Regions from separate parts of the Sus scrofa genome. Here region 2 is linked to region 1. Evidence: chromatin contacts called from public HiChIP or PLAC-seq data. All regions are on one chromosome and are shown on one strand. Each heading gives the region's core, a stretch centred on a gene start, on an enhancer-like site or on the middle of the called end of the contact. The rest is flanking DNA. Distances are from core to core; before and after follow the strand shown.

Region 1 (7,877 bases), core at 2,811-5,310:
CCTTTTCCAAGGCCACATGGCTGGCGGGGGTACGTCTTAGGATGGCCCAAGGGCAGCTTCTTAGTGGGAAGTGGACCCCTGGGAGCACTGACTCTTGCCCTTTCTTAGGATCCATGCCAGGACCTCACCCAGCAGCCCTGCAGGTGATCACAGGCTGCCCCAGGCCTGGAGCCCAGGACCTTCTGGGAGCAAAGATTCCTCGACCACAGCCTCTGTCCCCAGAGAGCAGCCTAGGAGAGCACAGCAGGACGCTGTGGCCCCGTCAGGGTCTACAGGCAGAAAGGGCCCCCTGGGCTGGAGAGCAGAAGTCCAGCTTAGCCCCTCTCGGTCCTGCTATGGAAATGGGGTTCAGGGAGCCGTGGCAGCAGGGGGAGGGCCCATGGGGGTGGGGCCCCCGCCTGCAGAGGGTCTGGCAGTAGCCAACAGGGCTGCCCTCAGGAGAGGCCCAGAGTTCAGGGGGGCAATGGCGAGTGAGGAGTGGGGTCAGCGAAGGTGCCCACGGTCACAGGTGCCTCACCCAGGCCCTCATGGCACCACCATGTGCACCTGCTAAGGACCATCGCCAGGACGATCGGGAGCCACCCAAACTTCAGGATCTTCACGACAGGCGGGTTCTGCTTGGCGACGAGCACCCACACGGGTGTCAGGGCCACGAAGCCCACGCAGACCAGCAGCGTCAGGTACCGACTGTCTGGAGAAGGAGACAGGCGCTGGGCCATGGACTGGGGCCAGAGCTCGCAAGGCAGACAGGCGAGCAGCCTGCCCCCGACACCCCACACGTGTCCCCCCACACCTGCCCCCCCACATCTGCCTTAGCCTCTCTGACTCTTCCAGGTTTTCCTGACATACCTTCCCTCCTCTGCCTCCTCCTCCTCAGCCTCATTACTGAAGCGTGACCGTGGCCCGTGCTCTGCTCAGCACCTCCTGGCCTGACTCCCATCCTGCTCTCAGCCACATGCTCAGATAGCCCGTGAGGAAGTGGCGACCAGGATGCGCCAGCGAGCTGTGGCGCCAGCCCTGCTCCTGGCTGCTTTGTGGATCCTCGAGTCCCCTGTGCCACCTGCCCCACCTGGTGGGTGCTGTGAAGACTGGCCTCGGCCTAGATCAGCTGATGGAAGCGGGTGCCAGGCTGGAGCCCACACCAGAGGGCACACTCGGCCCCTTGCTCTCCCTGCCTGTCCTGTGCTCTGGTGCAAATGTCACCTTCCTTAAGCATGAAGAACAAGGCCAGCTTTCTCTGGACACGTCCTCTCCCCTGGCCACGCCCGGGGCAGCCCCATGCTCACGGCATCCCAGCCTGGGCCTGCGTGTGCTGCCTCCTGTGCAGGAAACACCCTGGCCCATCTTCCCACCAGGGCGGCTGCAGGGAAGGACAGACTGCCACAGACAGAGACTCCACAGTCACGTGGGGGCAGAGGCGGCCCAGGAGCTCTGAGCAAGTGTTCAATGTGCTGGCAGCCATGGCTGGAGCTCTGTGTCTGGTCCAGCTTCCCTGGGCCACTTGGAGGGGCCATGAAGACCATGCATCTGACGGGTGCCCAGCCCAGCGGTGGATCTGGTGTGACTGGAGGGGGTGGGTGACCTGCATGATCCACCACTCAGAGTCCTGTGAGACTTGGGCTGAGCGCAGGTGGGACACCTGTTACTTTGCAAATCAAACTCAATTAACTAGCTCATGCATAAGCCTTTGAAATTTGTTTGAAAAATAAAATTAGGTCCACTTATGTCAAGTTTCAGAATCTCTCAAACTATTCCTTTTTGCTGCTGCAGGAGGTGCCAGGCATCGGGGTCCCTGCAGAGTCGGGACTCAGTCAGACTCACTTCCTCAGGCTGCTTCCACTGCCAACATGGAATAACCAGGTGAGTCCTTAAACCCATGTCCACGCTCCCATGGGTAACAAGCTGGACCTTTGCCATGGCTATGCCTCTGTTCTCTCCCTACTCCTCTGCTGCCCACTGCACCCATTAGCTCTGACCCCTGCCACCCCGGATCCTGACGGTCATGGGCAGCTGCCTAGTGGGACCGTGGCAGGTGCAGCCCAAGAACTGAGGCTTGGAGGGGAGTGTCCAGCTGTGCCAGTGCAGCAGGGGAGCACAGGGTGAGGGGGATCCATGTGTCCACATGTCCAGGGTGTGAGCACAGCTGGGTCCCCAGGCAGACTTGAGCAACCTCTGGGGGTGCCCAGACCCAAGGTCTAGTTCCCACAAGAGGTACAAATGCCCTTTTGGGCTGCTGACCAACTCACAGGCCACCTTCTGAAGAACTGGCTTCTACTTCTACCCCTGTGGCTGTGACATGCCTGGAGTCACTCTTGAGCAGCTGCCACGTGTCTGGCATGAAATGCCCTTCCCAAGGAGGCACTGAAGCACCCCAGCCAGCTCAGGCCCTCCCTGACCTCCTCCTGAGCCCCTGCAGGAGGTGGAAACTGCCTGGAATGATTTGTCCCCCAGCACGGCGGGAAAGCGGGTGGCACCTTGGGGGCCACCCTCACCTGCCCAGTGACTCCAGGCCTCACCCTGCCCCAGAGACCCTGGCCTTGGGCCCTACCTCTGTGCTTGTAGAAGAAGCTGCTGACGAAAGCCAGGAGGGACAAGGTGATGAGGTCTCCCAGGCTGGCTGCGATGGGCGTGGCGATGTTGTCTGGGTTGATCCCGAGCCTCCGAGCACCAATCACGATGCAGACCATCAGCATCCCTGTGGAGGGTAGGGGGATGAGGTGAGGGCAGTGAGCGGGTGAGCAGGTGGTGGGAGGCTGCCTGGAACTCACTCCACCTGCACATGCCCAGCTGCCCCCAGACCGCCCCAGCCCAGCTTCTCGTGCCACCTGGGGCTGCGAGCCTCAGACTCTGCTTTGTGACTCCCAGGCTTGACACTGTGATACCTGAACCATCGGGGAGACGCGGGCAGGTGGTTCCATGGCTCCCGAACCCCTGGGAAGTGCAGGCATGGAGCTCACAGGCCTCAGATCAGGAAGAGGGCCTCAAGCTGCCCTGAGCAGTAGGAGCCTCAGATGGGGCGAGGTCTCCCTGTGCTGGGTCCTTGAGGGCCGGCGGCCCCAGGAGCAGTTTCCAGGGTGCAACCCATGGGGGAGACGGCAGGGGTGGGGTCTGGGGCCATGCAGGGCAGCAATGCGGGTGGGCCTGGGCGGGAGCACAGAGAGGCAGTGCGGTACGGGGGCCTGCAGGGCTCTTGGGGCTCATTGCGTGGTCTGGCTGATGGGCAAGGCTGGAGAGACCTGAGAGGCTCTTCCTCAGGGGTGCCACACCTCCCAGGCCCTGCTTTCTCTTCAGACCTGGTTCTCAGGCCACTGTCACGTGCTTCCAGCCCCCCACCCCCACCCCCGGGATGAAATCCAACAGCATCTCATGTGGGCCTTTAAGAAGACACTATCTTGGCTACTGTGTTTTAACAACTGACCCAGCATTCTATCACTAAATAATCAGAATTATCACCTAGAGGTCACGGAAAGCTGCTGGCCACAGTCTGTGGCTATTCTGTGACCAGGTCTCAGCTGCTTTATTCTTCTGAGGCATCAATTCTAAGTGAATCCAAGTTTGCTCAGCTGAACTGAGCTGAATTCTGGTGACAACCCCACAGGACTAGCAGGAACACTTTATTAAAGCCACCAGCACCGTTGCCTGGCTTTACGACAGACGGGTCAAAGTGGCACCATAACCCACCAGCCACGCTTCCTGACTCCCACATGTCCTTGGACAGTCCTGGCATGTCCTTGTCCCTGAGCCTGTTTGCTTGTCTGTAAAGTGGGAAGCTAGGCTGAGGGACAGCACGGCCTGAGGGACAGCACGGCCTTCTGGGGACCACATGCCAAGTGTCCCCCGGGCTCTCTTCTCTCAGGTGTGGCTGATTCAGCCCACCCTTCAGACCAGACGGGCAGGCCTGTGACCATCCTGCGCTCTGGCCCTCACTTGATCTAGGTGCCAGCAGGAATGCAGCCAGGTCACCCGCTGCCTTCAGCGGGGACAGACTATGAACACAGGTCAGCTTTCAAAGCCACGTCCTCCCTTCCTGCACTTGCGCAGGGTCGGCTAGACATGGACACACAGTCCCGAGAAAAGCAGCGTGACCTCCGTCTGTTCAGGAGACCTGGGAGCTGCTTACGCAGGGCTTGTCTAAGGGCAGAAATAACCACTGGCTCTGCGCTCACATGGCAGGCTTGTTGGCGAGGAGGAGGCAGTGCAAGTGAAGAGGATAAATAGGAACTAAAATAGAGTCTGACCCAGTGGGGCCACTGAGCACCCCCACCCCGCCAGCACCCCAAGCTCCGGGACACAGCCTGGCGCACCAGATGCTCAGCAAGCAGAGTGGGCACAGGCATGGCCACCGGGGACCCTGGCATGTGAGCCCCCCAGGCCCAAGGCCCATCTTCCGGCTCTAGGAGACATGGGGCGGGTGGGGCGGCGGGGAGAGCAGGTGACAGAAGAGGAGGCATGGGGATGAGAACAAACAAAAAAAAAGCAGGTCGTTTCAGATTTCTGCGAGTGCTCTGAGAGGAACGCAGGTGCGTGGGGTGATGGCCATGGGGCGGGGGAGAGGGTGTGTGGCCAGAGCAGAGCCCAGGCAGGACCCCGAGGACTCAGGTGGCAGCTCACCCAGGGCGAAGGCTGCCAGGAAGGCGGTGATGACGCTGCTGGCACACAGCACCTCTGCCTTCACCAGGTCCAGCTCCTGCCTAGACACGGCGCCCAGCAGGAGGGCAGCCACGGCGGCCAGGAGCCCCACGACAGTGGCCTGCACCTGTGGGGCAGAGGTCAGATGTGAGGACTGGCTGCCAGCTTCACCACAGCCTCCCTTCTCCCTGTCCTCTGCCTGATGCTCACCTTGTACTGGATGCTCAGTCAGGGCAATCATGCCCCCCACGGGTTGGATACCATCACCCTCTGACCTCCGGCAGCACTTGGCACACCCTCCCCGGGGGACAGCTGTGCCCCTGCCCCTTCTCTGCTCCCCATCCCCACGCCTGAGGGCACCCGCCTCCGTGGCACCTCAGCCTGTGCCACAAGGTGCCCAGACCTGAGCACCAGCCCTTCCCTGCCATCCCTGTGGACGAGAGCAGGCCGCGGCCCTGCCAGGCACACTTGGCTGAGGTGAGTCCATCTCCCCAAGTGAGAGCCGCCCCAGGCATACACCGTCATTCCAATCAGAGTCCTCAGACTTCTCATGGCACCTGACGGCTTGTTTTAAATTTCACGGAAACGGGAAGATATGCAAGAATAGCCAAAATAATTCTGAGAAAGAAGATTAAAATTTTGGCATATTCATTATGAATATGTGCTCTATCACTATAATAATTAAAACTGGGTGGTTTAGCAGAAAAATAGACTAGCTGGACAGAACAGAGTCTAGGAACTGAATCGTGATTATATGAAAATGTAAAATTTAATGATTAATCATGAATATATAAACATTTAAAATGATAAAGGTGGCATTTCAAATCAGTATTGAATAAATAGGATTATTTGCTTGGGGAAAAAATAGATTCTGCCTTTATACTATTCATACAATGATACCCAAATTATTTGTGTATATTATACACAAATAGACCTATATTTTCTTTGGTTTTTGTGAAACAAACAAACAAAAATTGGGTAATGTGTTTCAGCTTTTGGATTGGGGAAGGCCACCTACTAAAGATACAACAGGTAAAATCTATAAAGAAAAACACACACAAAATATGCATAAGTTCAAGTATGACTTCCCTGTGATAAAAGATCACAAAACAAAGACAGGGTAGATGTGGACGGAACATGACCATCGTCTACAAATAATAGCAGATTAGTATCCTGAGTAATGAAGTCCACTTCACACACCAGCCACAACTGTGACAATAATAAAAGACAACCTGATGAAAAATGAGCAAGGGATATGGATGTAAAAATCAGAGATGGCCAAGGAACGGCCCAAGGTGATGACATCCCTAGTTATCAGGAAAATTTAAGACAAAATCCCCACTGGATGGCAGCTCCTGTATTTGTAGCCATCGCTGGTCTTCCTCTATTAAAAAATAAATGCTGTTTTATCTTCCCAGCGCCGGGGTCAGTGCTCATGGGGTGAATGGACCCCCATCGGATGAGGCGAAATCAAAATTCAAAGGTCGATAATACCAAACACACTTACAGATGCATGGGTGACACCTGTCCCTCCACAGTGACGGTGGAGAAACTGGTTCAGGGTTCTGGGCCCTGGAGGAGATCTGGCTGTAAAGTGTCCAAATACCTTATGATCTAGGGTTTCCCCAGGACAACGTTCCCACACAGGGAACCAAGTGGTATCCATTCCTTAAGTCGTTATTAAGAGAAAAGGACAAATGAGGAAATTGTGTGGACAGTCTAATATGATTTATGCTTAAAAACAGAAAATCTTGTTTTGCCCAAATCCTACATTGTCTACAGGCGCATCAACATCTCTGTACAAAGTGGTTTATAGGAGTTCTTTCCGAGCTGGTGACTTTACGAGGAGCTGACAACTCATATGTTAATACTGGTGCTGTTACTTGGCACTAAGAGGTCAGCTGTTCTGAGATCCTTTGGGGAAAGATCTTTAAGCTCATCACCCCTTGTGAGCTTGTGGGAAGTTCTCTGAAGGAACCTTTGCAGAAGGAGGACACTTCCACTGCAGGAGGTGGGCACAGGAGTGAGAGGCCGCTGGGCAGCTGCCCGGGCCCTGCAGTCTCTTGGCCGAGACCCCAGGTGGGACCAGCCATCTGAAATTCTAGGTATCATGCTTGGGTACAATGACGTGGTGGAATATGCTAAAGTTACATACGAAGTGTAATTACAAAACTTACAGCAGTCTTTCTTTATACTTTGATGTTAAGTTTGTTTTCTGTTTTTGTTTTTTTTTTTTAATTTTGTTGCTTTTTAGGGCCGCACCTGGGGCATATGGAGGTTCCCAGGCTAGGGGTCGAATTGGAGCTGCAGCCACTAGCCTACACCACAGCCACAGCAACACGGGATCCGAGCCTCATCTGCCACCTACACCACAGCTCATGGAATTGCCTGATCCTTAACCCACTGAGCAAGGCCAGGGATCGAACCCGCATCCACACGGATCCTAGTTGGGTTCATTACTGCTGAGCCACAGTGGGAACTCCCTAATGTTAATTTTTTAAAAAATGGGGGAGACAAAGTTCCATCATACTGGGATCAGAGCCACGTGCCAAGCCGGGGCCTGGCCCAGAGCAGGAGTTGACGCTTCTGAGCATCAGTCACATGCAAACCGAAAAGCAAAATGAGGCTGTGGCTGGTTATCACCCGCCCCTGCTGGGCCCTGACCTGGACTCTCAATACCCTGCCTAGTCTCCAGAGGGAAACTCTGGCCACAGGCCGCAGTTCCAGCCAGCGCCACTCACCTCGAGCTGAGGAAGCCAATGGCTGAACACAGAACTGGGTCAAGTGCGGCCCCAGCAGCACCAGAGACGCCCCATGGGCCAGTAGGCGTCAGGTAGGGCTGAGCCTGGCCTGGGGTTTAGGGTGCTTCCCCGCCAGGTGGGGGAGGGAGCATCTGGGCATGAAGGTGGCAAGGGCTCAGGGGAGAGTCTAGGGGGAGGCGAGGCCAGGCCATGGATGCCTTGGGCCAAGCCTGCACGCGGGGGACGGCAAAGGGGCTCAGGAGGAAGATGCCTGGGCAGCGGGCAGGGCTGGGGTCCAGATGGCTCAGAGGAGGGTCCTCAGGTGACCAGTCAGGAAGAGGCCTAGGGTCACAGGAGGGGACTGCTCCCTGCACACAGCTGCCATGAATCCCGGGTGCCACACCCCCACGACACCCATCTGACGGGTTAGGAGGCCTGTCTGACATCCCTCAGCTGGTAGACTCCAGAGCCAGCACTAGGCTGAGCTGAGGTGTGTGTGTGGGGAGG
Region 2 (7,877 bases), core at 2,711-5,210, 68 kb after region 1:
TGAGCCCTGAGCCCCTGCAACTGGTGAACCAGCAGCGCCAAGACCCTCAGCAGAACTTACCACCTTCTGCACAAACTGGTCATGAATCGAGTTCTCCACAAAGAGCCGGCCGGCTGCGATGCAGTTCTCACCTTTGTTGAAGAACACTGCGCTCATCCCCTGGAGAAGAGACCAGAGTCCTGGTTATGACCCCCGCACCGGTCCCAGCCCCTGAGCGGGCCAGTGCCCCCTCTGAGAAAGAAGGGAGGAAGGCTTGTGTCTGGGCTTCCTGCCACCATTCAGGCCCATCAGTCTGGTGACATCCCCAGAGAAGGAGAGGCCAGAGGGGACTGTGTGGCAAGTGAGGCCACACGGGAGGGGACAGAGCTGAGTCCTGACTCCTGCTGCTGGGGAACCAGGCTGGAGGCGGGGGGGAGGAGAGGAGTGAGTGAGCCTGGAGCCCCTCCGGCTGGGGGGCTCCCAGGGGGGTCAGAGCTGCCCTCCAGGAGCTGAGCCTGGAGCTGGGGTCTGTGCACCTGGCGCAGGTGGCAGAGGTGGCCTCTTGAGAGGGATGGTGCCAGCCAGGCCCAGCCTAGAAGAAACGTCCTCAGAGGCCAGGCTGGGCCTCCTGGAAGCTGGGACGCACTGTCCGGCGACATAGACTGGCCTCTGCTGGCCGCTAAGACCTGGAGCTGACCGGCCGCTTCCCTCAGTTCCGTTCTAACGAGGCTGAACCTCTTTCTTGCTGTGCTGGACATGTCCTCCTCCGGGCACAGCTGGACGGAGATGGGGGCAGCGCGCCTGGGCCCCCAGATGAAGAGGGCTGGACTGATTTGCTCCCACATGTGTGCAGAGGGGGACCGATGCGTGATAACGCCAATGACAATGTCGGAACAACTGGCCCACAGTACCTGGTCCCCACCTTTCAGACACAATAGCTAAATCTTCTTCCCATCCTCCTCATCTGGGTGAGAGCAAGAGGCCCAGAAAGGCTAATTTGCTTGCCCAAGGCTGCCCAGCGAGGCTGCAGTGGCGCTGGGCAGGTGTGGACCTGGCACAAAGTCCCAGGGCTGGTCGCTGCTGGGAGGGTCCCCCCCCGGGTGCCCAGGGTGCTGTGTGCTTTCCTATGGGTCAGGGAACCTTGCCAGGCTGGTTTCAGAGCAGAGGGAATCCTGGCTCTCACTTCTGGATCTTTGAAGCTGACATCAGTCACCAGGCAGTTGTGAAACCTCCTAGGAGGTGTGGCTCTGGGCACGAGCCACTCCTTGTGCCCAAGGCCTCTTCCTTCCTCCTGCCTGGTCCAGGCTGACTGTGCGTGGACCCCACCCCCGTCCCCTGCGGCCCTCACCATCTGCACAGCCCTGCTGAGGTCACAGTCGGAGAAGATGATGAGGGGAGACTTTCCGCCCAGCTCTAGGGAGACCTTCTTCACATTGCTCAGGGCACAGCTGAAAAGAACAGAGTGTTGGTGGCCTGGTCCCCAGGAGCCGGGACCCTGTGGACTCCAGGGGGAGGGCCCAAAGCAGCTCCAAAGCAAGCTTCACTCAAAGAGCAACACAGGGTCTGGGTTGGAGGGAGCTGCCCCCACTCCGACTGTGGGCCAGGCTCTCCTCCCCCCACCTCCACCCCCTCGCCGCCCCCTGCTGCCTCCTCTAGCCTGGCACCGCCCTGGCCCACCCTGGGCCACCACCCCTCTGCTCCATTCTGCCTTCAGAAGTTGGCTCAGCCTCACTTATGAGCCCAACCCCAAGAGGAGGTCACGCACAGCCACTGAGATGGGGACAGGCATGGTACCCAGAGAAGGAGACCTGCCTCATGAGGGGGTGGGGAGGGCAGGCGGGGCTGCAGAGTAGTCGCAGGGTGGAAGCCCACCACTGCACAGAGATGGTGCTCCATCTCCACAGCTGGACACCTGGGGGCCCAGCAAAGAGGGCAGTCATGTGTCCAGAAAGAGGGACTCAAGACCCTGCAGGTCGGTGGGCTGGGCACAGCCCCAGCTCCTCCCCCGTGCACCTGTCACTCAGTGGACACTCAGCTGCAGCGGGGTACTTGATGCCTGGGGCAGCCAGGAAGGGGCTGCTGCCCTGGGATCTGGCCCCCTCAACCTCTCTAAGCTCAACCACTGATTGTGCAAACCACGTTCATGGTGCTGGTGGGGAACCAGGGTGTGTGGTGGATTAGTGGCACAACTGCAGGGGTTTGAGGCTGGAGTCCAAGGACTAAGCCCAGGGCTGCAGCAGGAGACAGTAAAAGCTTCCCATACCAGCTGCAGGAAACAGCAATATTTGTTTAGTACCCACATTAAAGGGAAGCTCAGAAGAAATCAGCGAAGGAGTTCCTGTCATGGCACAGTGGAAACAAATCTGACTAGGAACCATGAGGTTGCAGGTTCGATCCCTGGCCTCACTCGGTGTGTTAAGGATCCAGTGTTGCCATGAGCTGTGGTGTAGGTCGTGGACGCGGCTCGGATCTGGTGTTGCTGTGGCTGTGGTGCAGGCTGGCAGCTATAGCTCTGATTAGACCCTAGCCTCCTCCATATGCTGTGGGTGTGGCCCTAAAAAGCAAAAAAAAAAAAAAAAAAAAAAAGGAAAGAAATCAGTGAAAAATTAATTCTATTATATTTGATTTAACCCCAATAATAAAAATATTACCACTTCAACTTGCAATCTACACAAAAATCACTGAAGTCCTTTGCCTTGTGCTAAGTTTTCGAGATCCGTGTCTTCTGGGCTCACAGCCCTGTCCCAGGCCACCATGTGTGCTGGTTGGCCCCAGACCATGGTGAGACCCCTGCTCCTCAGTGCTGCTTTCAGCCAGGGCTTGACAGACCCGTGAAGTCAGGGCCTTGTAGCTTCCTGGGATGGCCGTAGGCTTGGGCTCACACATAGCACCGGCCTCTTCCAGACCCTGGGACCAGAGGCCAGCATCCTGCGGGGCCGGCCATACCACTCACCCACCACCTACCTTTTCATGATGTGCTTTCCCACCTCGGTGGAGCCCGTGAACCCAATTTTCCGCACATCGGGATGGTCCGAGAGCCTCTGGCCGACCAGTGAGCCTGTGGGAGGTGTGGGCGGGGCAGGCAGGGTGGTCACAGTGCTGAGGACATGGGCCCGGCCACCCTCCCCATCCACCCAAGGCCAGAGCTGTGGGTGTGTTCTCACACGCCGGTGCCCTCAGGGCCCTGGGACCACTGGGCCTCGCTTCCTGGTGTGGGTAGAACCGTGTCCCCTCAAAATGCTGAAGCCTCAACCCCTGTATTTGGAGCTGAAGTCTTTAAAGGGGGGATTCAATTAAAATGAGGTCATCAGGGCCGCCCTCATCCAACATGATCAGTGACCTGATGAGAAGAGGAGGTGAGGACACAGACACTCAGAAGGACGACCATTTGAGGACACGGGGAGAAGGTGGCCGTCTACACGCCAGTGAGAGAGGCCTCAGGAGGAATGGGTCCCGCAGGCCCCTTGGTCTCAGATGTACAGACATCCAGACTCCAAAACTGGGAGAAATCAACAGGCGTTGTTTAAGCGGCTCTGTGTGCGGTGCTTTGTTGCAGCAGCAAAGTCACACACTGGCCTTGTGTCTTTCCACCCGGCAGGAGAGACCCAAGGGGAGGGTACCCAACAGGGCCCGCTGCCCCTCCTGTTTGGCTGCTTGGAACCCTGGCTGCTTTTGCTGCACGGCCCCACCAGGCCAGGCCTGCAGGGTCCCAGCCCAATGTGGCCAGTCCCCTCGGACCCTTCTGGGCCTACAGGGGTCCCAGCCCAACGTGGTCAGTCCCCTCTGCCCCTCCCAGTCCCCTCTGCAGCAAGACCTCAAGGTCACCTCTCCCTGCTGACATCTCTCCACCTCTGCCTGCTCTCTCTGCATGTCCTGAACCCAGTACTCTCCTTGACTCTGTGTGACAGCACCGGGGCCTCTGCTACACCCTGGTCTTCTTCCCTTCTCAGTGCACGGTCTCCTCAGTGACCTCAGCCTGGCTCACCTCTTCAAATGCCATCTTCAGGCATATCACCCTCTAGATTTGTATCTTGAGCTAAGCCTCCCTGCACCCAGAGACATTTGTCATTCCTCAGCTGGCTCGGCACCTCCACTTGGATAGCTCACAGCCTCTCATATTTAGCGTATTTGAAACTGAACTCTTCAGCTTTCCCCAGACCTGCTCTTCCCCCACGGTCTCCACCGCAGTAAACAACCTCTCTCTGCAGCCAGCTGTTCAAGCCCACAGTCAGTCCACACACCACCCCCATCCATGAGTCACCCAGCCCTGGGGCTCCTCCATGTCCTAGTCCCCCAGAGCCACTGCCCTTGCCTCTGAGCCTCTAAAAGTGCCTATGGCAGAAGCACCTGTGACATTCTGGTTCAGGAGGCTGGGAGCGGGGACGTGCACTCCTGTCACGCTGATTCCATTCCACCATGCACACTGTTTAACAATCACTGTTTTGAGGAGGAACTATTTGCAAAAAAGATCTCTGATAATGGAGTATTACCTCAAACATCCAAAAGCCTCCAACAATAAGAAAACAAACAACCCAATCAAAACATCGGCAAAAGATCTGAAAAGGCATCTCATCAAAGAAGATAGCCAGGTGGCAATAAGTGTATGGACGTATGCTCAACATCATAAGTTATCAGGAAAATTTTTTTTTTTTGTCTTTTTGATGTTTCTAGGGCCGCTCTCACGGCATATGGAGGTTCCCAGACTAGGGGTCTAATCGGAGCTGTAGCTGCTGGCGTGCACCAGAGCCACAGCGACGCAGGATCTGAGCCGCATCTGCAACCTACACCACAGCTCATGGCAACGCCAGATCCTTAACCCACTGAGCAAGGCCAGGGTTTGAACCCGCAACCTCATGGTTCCTAGTTGGATTCGTTAACTACTGCGCCACAATGGGAACTCCAGGAAAATTTAAATTAAGACAGCAACGAGACACCACTACACGTCCAGCAGAATGGCCAGGCCCAGAGCACTGACCACACCAACTGCTGGCAAGGACATGCAGCAGCAGGAATGCTTGTCGCGGCTGGTGGGGATATGGCAGGTGCCGCCACGCTGGAAGACAGCTTGGTGGTTTCTCACAAAAATGAAACCTACTCTTACCATATGATCCAGCAGCCATGCTCCTTAGTATTTACCCAAAGCAGTCAAAAACATATGTCTACATAAAACCCTGCACAGCAATGTTTATAGTAGCTTTATGCATAATTGCCAAGAGATGGAAGCAACCAAACTGTGCTCCAGGAGGTGAATGGATGAACAAACTGTGGTCCATCCAGACAGTGGGATGGTATTTGGTGCTAAAAAGAAATGACCTATGAAGCCATGAAAAGATATGGAGGAAACTTAAACGCTTCTTACCAAGTAAAAGGAGCTAATCTGACAAAGCTACAAACTTTATAATTACATAATACTATTCTGGTGAAGATGAAACTCTGGAGACAATTAAGCAATCAGGGCTTTGCCGGGGACTCGTGGGGAGGAGAAATGAACAGATGTTCCCTCCTCCACGGGGGATTTTTAGGGCAGTGAAACTGTTCCATCTGATACCACAATGTTGGATACATGTCATTTTACATTTGTCACAGAATGTACAATGCCAAGAGTGAATCTTAGTGTAAACTAGAGACTTTGAGGGATGAAGACATGCCAGTGTAAGTTTGCCCATTGTCACAAACGTGGGACATTTGCACATGAGGAGACAGGACACAAACGGGAACTCCCTATATTTTCCATTCAGTTTTTCTGTGAACCTAAAACTGCTCTGAAAAATACGGGCTACTGAACAATAGCAACAACAAAAGCACTGTTTTAGGCTCTCCAAGAAATATTTACAAGAAGATATCGAATACTAGATCACAAAGAAATTCTCCATCTTAGAAAGCAGACCTAGAATTCCTGTTGTGGCACAGCAGAAATGAATCCGACTAGGAATCATGAGGTTGCGGGTTCGATCCCTGGCTTGGCTCAGTGGGTTGAGGATCTGGTGTTGTTGTGAGCTGTGGTGTAGGTCACAGAAACGGCTTGGATTTGGTGTTACTGTGGCTGTGGTGAAGGTTGGCAGCTGCAGCTCTGATTCGATCCCTAGCCTGGGAACCTCCATATGCCGCCATTGCGGCCCTCAAAAGACAAAAAAAAAAAAAAAAAAAGAAAGAAAGAAAGCAGAACTTTTTGAAGTTCCCTTGTGGCTCAGGGGGTTAAAGATCTGGCATGACCACAGCTGTGGCGCAGGCTGCCACTGTGGTACGGGTTCCATCCCCGGCCAGGGAACTTCCACATGCTGCGGATGCCATAGAAAAAAGCAAAAAAAAAAAAAAAAAGTAGAATTTTCGCAGGCTATTATGGGATGAATCCCACTCACATTCCCATGTGGCCAGCCTAACAGCCAGTACCACAGAATGTAATTTTATTTGGGAATAAGGTAGGTTGTTGTTGGGAATGTCCCTATAAGAGGGGAGACCTGGATACCGACACACACAGGAAAAACGCCGTGGAAAGGTCAAGGCACAGCTCTCGGAGCTGGAAGAGGCACAAAGGCCCCCTCCCTCAGAGCCTTTAGAGGAAGCCTGTCCCCGCCCCACCCTGACACCTCAATCTCAGATTTCTCCTCTCCAGACAGCATGTTTTGTTGTGTGAGTTCCCAGCTGGGCTACTCCACTGTGGAAGCCCTAGAAACTGATACTGACTTCTCTGACCATGAGGTGATAAAGCTAGAAGCATAAGATCAGAATTTTAGGGAACAAACACCTGAAAAAAATTAAATTGCTTTGACCTTACTGGCTCAGAGAGACCATCAGAACTTCAAAGGGCATATTGTCTAAGAATAAGAAAACGTGGAGTTCCCGTCGTGGCGCAGTGGTTAACGAATCTGACTAGGAACCATGAGGTTGCGGGTTCAAACCCTGGCCTTGCTCAGTGGGTTAAGGATCTGGTGTTGCCATGAGCTGTGGTGTAGGTTGCAGATGTGGCTTGGATCCCACGTTGCTGTGGCTCTGGCATAGGCCGGTGGCTACAGCTCCGATTGGACAGACCCCTAGCCTGTGAACCACCATATGCCGCGGTAGCTGCCCAAGGAAATGGCAAAAAGACAAAAAAAAAAAAAAAAAAAAAGCAAAAAAAGCAAACGTGAACATATTCCACAGGCATGGGATGGGAGTCACCTCTGAAGGCCATTACAAGGAGCCCTATTGGAGTTCCCGTCGTGGCGCAGTGGTTAATGAATCCGACTAGGAACCATGAGGTTGCGGGTTCGGTCCCTGCCCTTGCTCAGTGGGTTAACGATCCGGCGTTGCTGTGAGCTGTGGTGTGGGTTGCAGATGCGGTTCGGATCCCGTGTTGCTGTGGCTCTGGCGTAGACCGGTGGCTACAGCTTCGATTCAACCCCTAGCCTGGGAACCTCCATATGCCGCGGGAGCGGCCCAAGAAATGGCAAAAAGACAAAAAAAAAAAAAAAAAGGCAAAAACAAGGAGCCCTATTGGCAGCTTCCCAGGGGAATAACTGGTGAAAATCAGTAAAAACCACCGTTTAAAGTCTCCGGAAATTTTCCTAAGGACAGACAGCAGGCGAGGAGGTATTTATTCAGGAGAGTCTGACGTCGGGGCTGTGAACCATTCTCTCTGTGGACTAGGCAAGTGTGGTCAGGAAGGCAGTCCAAGGACGTGGTGTCCTTGCAGGAGGGGATGGCCAGCAGGGGCTTCCCTGCCTCCAACTTTGAGTGTCAAGGCCAAAGCCCTGGTGAGGGTGGCTTCCACCCCCCACCCCAATAAGGTGGGACCTCATCCATGTGGCCCAGCTCCCTCATGGGGCCCTGTGCCTGAGGTAGCAGCTCAGAAATTTTGGTCAGGGAGAGGCTTTCTATGGGAAAGGAGACCTCCTGGGGTTCCCTTGTGGCTCAATGGG

What was found. HiChIP or PLAC-seq counts read pairs in DNA pulled down with a chosen protein or histone mark.
Region 2: an H3K27ac HiChIP or PLAC-seq map of skeletal muscle shows a contact between it and region 1. The contact joins two enhancer-like sites. A contact is called at or near these places in 4 of 47 Hi-C or Micro-C datasets (epiblast stem cells, psoas muscle and skeletal muscle) and 1 of 2 datasets of contacts at active chromatin or transcription factors (skeletal muscle).

Annotation. Positions count from the first base shown.
Region 1 is chr7:53,687,216-53,695,092 of Sscrofa11.1, forward strand. It overlaps SLC41A3 (solute carrier family 41 member 3), which reads right to left. Exons shown (of 11, transcript XM_021098942.1): 5 at 4,612-4,756; 6 at 2,549-2,695; 7 at 547-691. Among named protein-coding and RNA genes, the nearest start is that of SLC41A3, 50 kb to the right of the region's middle. Within about 2 kb of position 4,061, at least 3 of the 83 cell types and tissues checked have an H3K27ac peak or open chromatin away from gene starts, as enhancers often do. A contact at or near this core is called in skeletal muscle, where this site is marked.
Region 2 is chr7:53,755,716-53,763,592 of Sscrofa11.1, forward strand. It overlaps ALDH1L1 (aldehyde dehydrogenase 1 family member L1), which reads right to left. Exons shown (of 23, transcript NM_001244647.1): 17 at 2,944-3,037; 18 at 1,328-1,427; 19 at 61-159. Among named protein-coding and RNA genes, the nearest start is that of SLC41A3, 19 kb to the left of the region's middle. Within about 2 kb of position 3,961, at least 2 of the 83 cell types and tissues checked have an H3K27ac peak or open chromatin away from gene starts, as enhancers often do. A contact at or near this core is called in skeletal muscle, where this site is marked.